Regions from separate parts of the Callithrix jacchus genome. Here region 2 is linked to region 1. A link is a contact called in public Hi-C data. All regions are on one chromosome and are shown on one strand. Each heading gives the region's core, a stretch centred on a gene start, on an enhancer-like site or on the middle of the called end of the contact. The rest is flanking DNA. Distances are from core to core; before and after follow the strand shown. Region 1 overlaps APLP1 (amyloid beta precursor like protein 1). Region 2 holds the start of LRFN3 (leucine rich repeat and fibronectin type III domain containing 3).

Evidence for each region. A called contact is a pair of places that touch in the nucleus more often than the background predicts.
Region 2: a contact with region 1 is called in a Hi-C map of induced pluripotent stem cells, with 2.0 times the contacts expected there. The contact joins the promoter of LRFN3 here to the enhancer-like site in region 1. A contact is called at or near these places in 3 of 3 Hi-C or Micro-C datasets (induced pluripotent stem cells and skeletal muscle).

What each region holds. Positions count from the first base shown.
Region 1 is chr22:32,061,100-32,063,799 of calJac240_pri, reverse strand. APLP1 (amyloid beta precursor like protein 1) reads right to left here. Exons shown (of 17, transcript XM_008987770.3): 12 at 2,503-2,610; 13 at 2,221-2,244; 14 at 1,782-1,852; 15 at 1,487-1,549; 16 at 1,222-1,365; 17 at 652-1,101. The coding sequence ends at 1,003. Among named protein-coding and RNA genes, the nearest start is that of APLP1, 11 kb to the right of the region's middle. Within about 2 kb of position 1,324, at least 3 of the 16 cell types and tissues checked have an H3K27ac peak or open chromatin away from gene starts, as enhancers often do.
Region 2 is chr22:32,117,410-32,120,109 of calJac240_pri, reverse strand. It overlaps LRFN3 (leucine rich repeat and fibronectin type III domain containing 3), which reads right to left and starts at 1,372. Exons shown (of 3, transcript XM_002762031.6): 1 at 219-1,372.

The DNA.
Region 1 (2,700 bases), core at 75-2,574:
GTGAGCTGAGACTACACCACTGCACTCCAGCCTGGGCAACAAAGTGAGACTTTGTTTAAAAAAAAAAAAAAAAAAAAAAAAAGTGAGGAAAGAAAAGAAAGAAAAAAAAATCGTCTCTTCTGCATTATTTATACAAGCAGTAGGAGGAGAAAATAAAACTAATTTCAGTAGGCACGTGCAGACATAATATATCCCTTTCTGGGACATGTGATTGGAATCTCCACACTCCAGGAGGGTTCCTATAGACTCCCCAAGAAGAAATGAAGACTTTGGGGAATGGGAAGGGTGATTCACGATTCATAGTTTCTCACAGAGCTCTCGAAGATTGGGGTGGGTGCTGCGTGTGATTGTGTGAGGCTGAGCAGATGGCAGGGGAAACTCACCGGAACCCAGCCTCCTTAGGGTCCATTCTGGTACCCAGCAGACAGAGAATTAAAAGGAGTGGCAAGTTCAGCACCGCGGAGAGCTCCCGGACAGGGGCCTATCCCGGGTGTCTGGGCCCCGCCCCCGGCACCCCAGACCTTCCTGCAGGCCCTGCCCAGATTTAAAGCTCTGTCATCCCGTTTAAAGAGGCCAAAGCGGCCTGGAGGGCGAGACACCCCGTCCAGCTGCGATTACACACTAATTCTCCCACAGAGACTCAGGCTGGTCTGGTAGGGAAGAGGACTTTATTGGGGGTGTTAGTAGGGAAACATGAGAGGGTGAATTCCAGGGAACAGACACTAGGACCAAGGTGGCCATCACCTTAAGGAGCCATAAATGAACTTAAAAAATAAATTAAGGTGAGGAGGTGCCATGTGGGAGGCTGCTGGGACTATTGGGGAATTTCTTAGGGATGGAATTTGGAATTGAAAAGCGGAAATAAGAATTTCCAGCCCTCTCACAAAAGGGTGTGAAATGATCGCTTCAAGACTCCCTGCTGCCCTAGGCTGGGAGTTGGGGTTCTGGGGATCCAGGAAGAGGGGAGGTCTGGGCTTGGCTGAAGGGGTGAAGGGGTTCCGGTCAGGGTCGTTCCTCCAGGAAGCGGTAGGTGGGGTTCTCATAGCCGTGTCGCTGCAGTTCACGGAGCTGCTGCTCCTCCAGGGTCAGCATGGGGTCCACCTGCAACAGGCAGGGAGGGGAGGGACAGGACAGTGTGGTGCAGGACTGCCTGCAGGTCTCTCAGCTTGCCCACGCTCAGGTTCAGGAACTCTTCCCACACGCAGTCCTTGTGGTTCTCACCTCTACCACACCATGGCTGATAGTCCCGTAGGGCTTCTTCCTTCGCAAGAGCAGCATGGAGAGGACGATGAGGGAGCCTCCGCCGGCTCCCATGATCAGCAGACCCGACACAGCCTCACGGGACACGCCTGTCCCAGCTGGTGCCTGCAGGGAGGGGAGATGGGACAGAGGGCATCTTTGAGGGTTCTGTGTGGCTTTGGGAGTCACAGCCTGGCCACCGACCTCTGCCCTCTTCCCTTAGGTACCCGGCTGTCCCTCCTCTTACCAGCTCATCCCTCTGAATCTCCGATGAGTGGAAAGGGAAACCCCTTGGAACAGACGCATTCACCTGGGGAGCAGGAGGTGTCAAGGACCCAGAAGTCTGGCCTCTGCCTCCTCCTCCCCAGGGGCCCAAGAGGGCATCCTCTATCCTTCTCATTTTCTAGCATCTCAAAGTGCATGTCCTCAGCTCCCTCTTCCCTCAGGACAAGGAACCCAAGCCCCCAGCATCTCCTCCCTCGGACCCAGCCGCATACACCCCAATCTTCCCCTTTGGGAGCCCACAGGTCTGACTAACTTACCTTTCGCTCATACTGTTCCAGCGGGGACATATTCTCTTTCCCAGGGGATGCAGCATCTTGTTCTGTGGACCCTACCCCCCACAGTCTGATCTCATTCTTTTTTTTTTTCTTTTTTGAGACAGAGTCTCACTCTGCCACCCAGGCTGGAGTGCAGTGGCGCAAGCTCAGCTCACTGGAGCCTCAACTGCCTGGGCTCCAGTGATCCTTCTAAGTCAGCCTCCTGAGCAGCTGGGACTACAGACATGCCCCACCACACCCAGGTAACTTTTAAATTATTTGTAGATACAGTATCTCACTATGTTTATAGTGAGAGGGTGTTGGAAAGTACACTGGACTCTACCCCAGGGGGTGTGGGATTCCCAGTGGATGGATCCTGTTCCATTCTGGGTTCAGGGATTCAGTGGGATTTGGAGGCTGGGGTCAACTCTGAGACTCTCACCTTTTGGAAGGGTCATGGGGGTGTCTGCTGGCAGCCAGAGGAAGCAAGGCAGTGGAACAGTGAAGAGAGAAAGGTATCAGCAAAGAAAGGTGGAGAAATATCCTCCCAGGACCAAAAAGAAGGATTGGGAATCCTACAGGGGCCCTACAACCATAGATGTTCCTCCCCATCCTCTCCCAGTCACTGTGATGGTGAAGACACCCTCAGACTGTAGGGGATTAGAAATTAGGCTGGGGGCCTGTTCCCCAATGTCTGCGGGCATCTATGTGAAGGCTCACTCACCATCCTTGGAATCTGGAGGCTGCAGCCCACCCTTGTCCTCACTGCTGCCCCCAGGGGCAGGGGCTTCCAATTCACTGGGACCCAGGTGTTCAGAGTGGAGGAGTTCCTCTGAGGGGGACATGCAGAAAGGTGGCAGAGATTGTGAGCACTGGGGTGAGTGAAGGGCACCCTAACAATAGAGCAATTTGGAGATCATGC
Region 2 (2,700 bases), core at 123-2,622, 56 kb before region 1:
TCCCATGAACTGGGGCAGGAGAGGTGAGTCAGGGAGGGGCAGGGCTGGCCAGTGTCGAGAGAGTGTTTAGGGCAGAGCAGGAGCTGAAGGTGGGGCCATGGGAGAATGTCTTTTTTTCTGGAGAAACCCCAAGAGTGCCAAAGGGTACCTGGTACGGTGACCCGCAGCCACAATGCTCCTCCCAACCCCTCCTCACCTTGAGGTTTCAGCAGCCTTACCTGAGCTGGAAGTCGCCCCAGAGAGCAGAGTTCTAGCTCCAGGGAGTCAGAGGTCAGGGCTCTGGAGGGAGCATCTAGTCATGCCTTTCCTGTCCCCAAAGCTTCTGTAGAGGGACTGTGTCCTGACTCGGCTGAAATCTGTGGCAACGGAGTCTCCAGAGATTAATACTTGGGGTTCCAGACCCCTAAATATTGGGCCTCTAGGGTCCAGTTTGGGTTGTTCAGGGTCAGGGTCTCCCAGCTCCAGTGCTGGGATGCTAAGCAGCCAAACGTGGGGTTTAGGGCCTGAGATCTGATCCCGGAGTTCTGCATTCAGATATGGGGGTGCTGAGTCAAGATTGGGAGGTCTCAAGCCCCAGATTTCGGCATTTAGGTCTGCAGTAAGGACTTTGGGCCCCAACTTGGATTCAGGCCCCTTGGAATCCCACGGTCCAGATCTTGGAATTTGAGGCCTGAATCCCAGGGTTTAGGTCCCCAAGAGTGGGTTCCAGGGTACAGTATTGGAAATCCAGTCCCAGATTTCAAGGTCCCAGGCGCAGAATTCAGAGTTCAGCTCTAGGCTTGAGGTTTTAGATGTCAAATCTTGGGGTTCTGCTCCAAATATTGGGGTCGGTGTTCCAAATTGTAGGGTTCCGGCTCCAAATCTTGGGGTCCCAGTAATCGATTTTGAGATTCCAGCCCCATATGTTGGGGTTCAGGCTCCAGGTCTTGGGGTTCCACGGCTGGATCTCGGGGTGCTGGTCCCAGATCAGGGTTCCAGGCTCGCGTTTCCGGATCTCCCGGTTCAGTCTCGGGGTGCAGGCCCCCGAGGTGGAGGTTAGAGAGCCGGGTCTGGGGTGGCGGCGTCCCGGCCGGCTTCCCGGGCTGCGGCGGAGGCTGGCTGGGAGGGAGGATACCGGCTGCGGTGGGGATGGGGGCGACCGGGCAGCCCCAGGGCCGGGTGGGGCGAGGCCTGGGCGCGGAGGGACGGACAGACAGACAGGGACACGCGGGATGGGGGCACCGCAGCACAGGCGGGGCCGCAGGGGGGAGGGGCCGCGCTCAGAGACCCCTCCCCCGCCGGGGCCGGGGCGGGGGCCGGGCTGGCGGGCCGGGTCCGGGCGCTCCCGCGGCCTCCTCGCCGGGAACCCAGGGCCGCGCGCGCACCCGCGCTTAAAGGAGCAGGCTCCGCGCGCACCCGCGCTTAAAGGCGTAGGCACCCGCCCCTTCTCTCAAAGGCGCGCCCCGGCCCCACCTCCCATAGATTCGCCCTGGAGCTGCTGGGAACGAGAATCCCTGGATACAGAGAGACTGAGACAGAGAGACAGAGAAGAACAGAGACCCAGAGAGGCAGACAAAAAGATGGACAGGCTTAGATTGATGTGCAGAGGAGTAGAATGGAAAGAGGCAGAGAGAGATTGAAACAGATGGAAACACACACATATTCGAGAGATGGAAAGGCACAGAGAGTGCGAGACACAGAGAGTTGGAGAGACCAGAGATAAGGACAAGTCAGAGAAAGAAACTGAGCTAGAAACCTGCGTGCGCTCGTCCGTGCGCGCGCGCACACACACACACACACACACACACACTTTAAGACGCAGCACCTGGGCTGTGAGAATGGATATGTGTGTGTGTGCGTTCAGTAACTATTCATAGCCTTGAGTGTAGCGCTTCATTCCAGAGCCACCGGCCCCCAAACCTGTTTCTTTCTGCTCCCCTATCTCAGCACCACCTCCCTGGAATGTCCTTTCCACTGGTGGAGTTTCCTTACCTGGCCATGCCCAGCAACAGGCTTGATCTTTGAGGCCAGGTGGGCTCCTTTCCAAGGCTCCTTTCTCTGTCTGCAAGGGGGAAAACTCGTGCGATCTGGGATTAGGGATAGACCTCAAGACACACTGACAGCCGGGCCCAGGGGCTCTCGCCTGTAATCCCAGCTTCTTGAGAGGCCAAGGTGGGCGGATCACTTGAGGTCAGGTATTCGAGACCAGCCTGGCCAAGATGGAGAAACCCCATCTCTACTAAAAATACAAAAATTAGCCGGATGTGGTGGCAGCTACAGTAATTCCAGCCACTCAGGAGGCTGAGGCAAGAGAATCTCTCAAACCTGGGAGGCGGAGATTATAGTGATCTGAGATCGCACCATTGCACTTCAGCCTAGGGGACAGAGCAAGATTCTGTCTCTAAATAAATAAATAAAATTACCTGGTGTGTGGGGGGTGGTACGCACCTGTAATCCCAGCCATTCAGGAGCCTGAGGTAAAAGAATCGCTTGAACCTGAGAGGCTCAGGTTGCAGTGAGCCGAGATCCTGCCACTGCATTCCAGCCTGGGCAACAGAGTGAGACTCTGTCTCAAAAATAAAAAAATAAAAGAAAAAGAAAAGCCTGGGTGCCGTGGCTCACACCTGTAATCCCAGCACTTTGGGAGGCTAAGGTGGGTGGATCATGAGGTCAGGAGTTTAAGGCCAGCCTGGCCAACGTGGTGAAACCTTGTCTGTACTG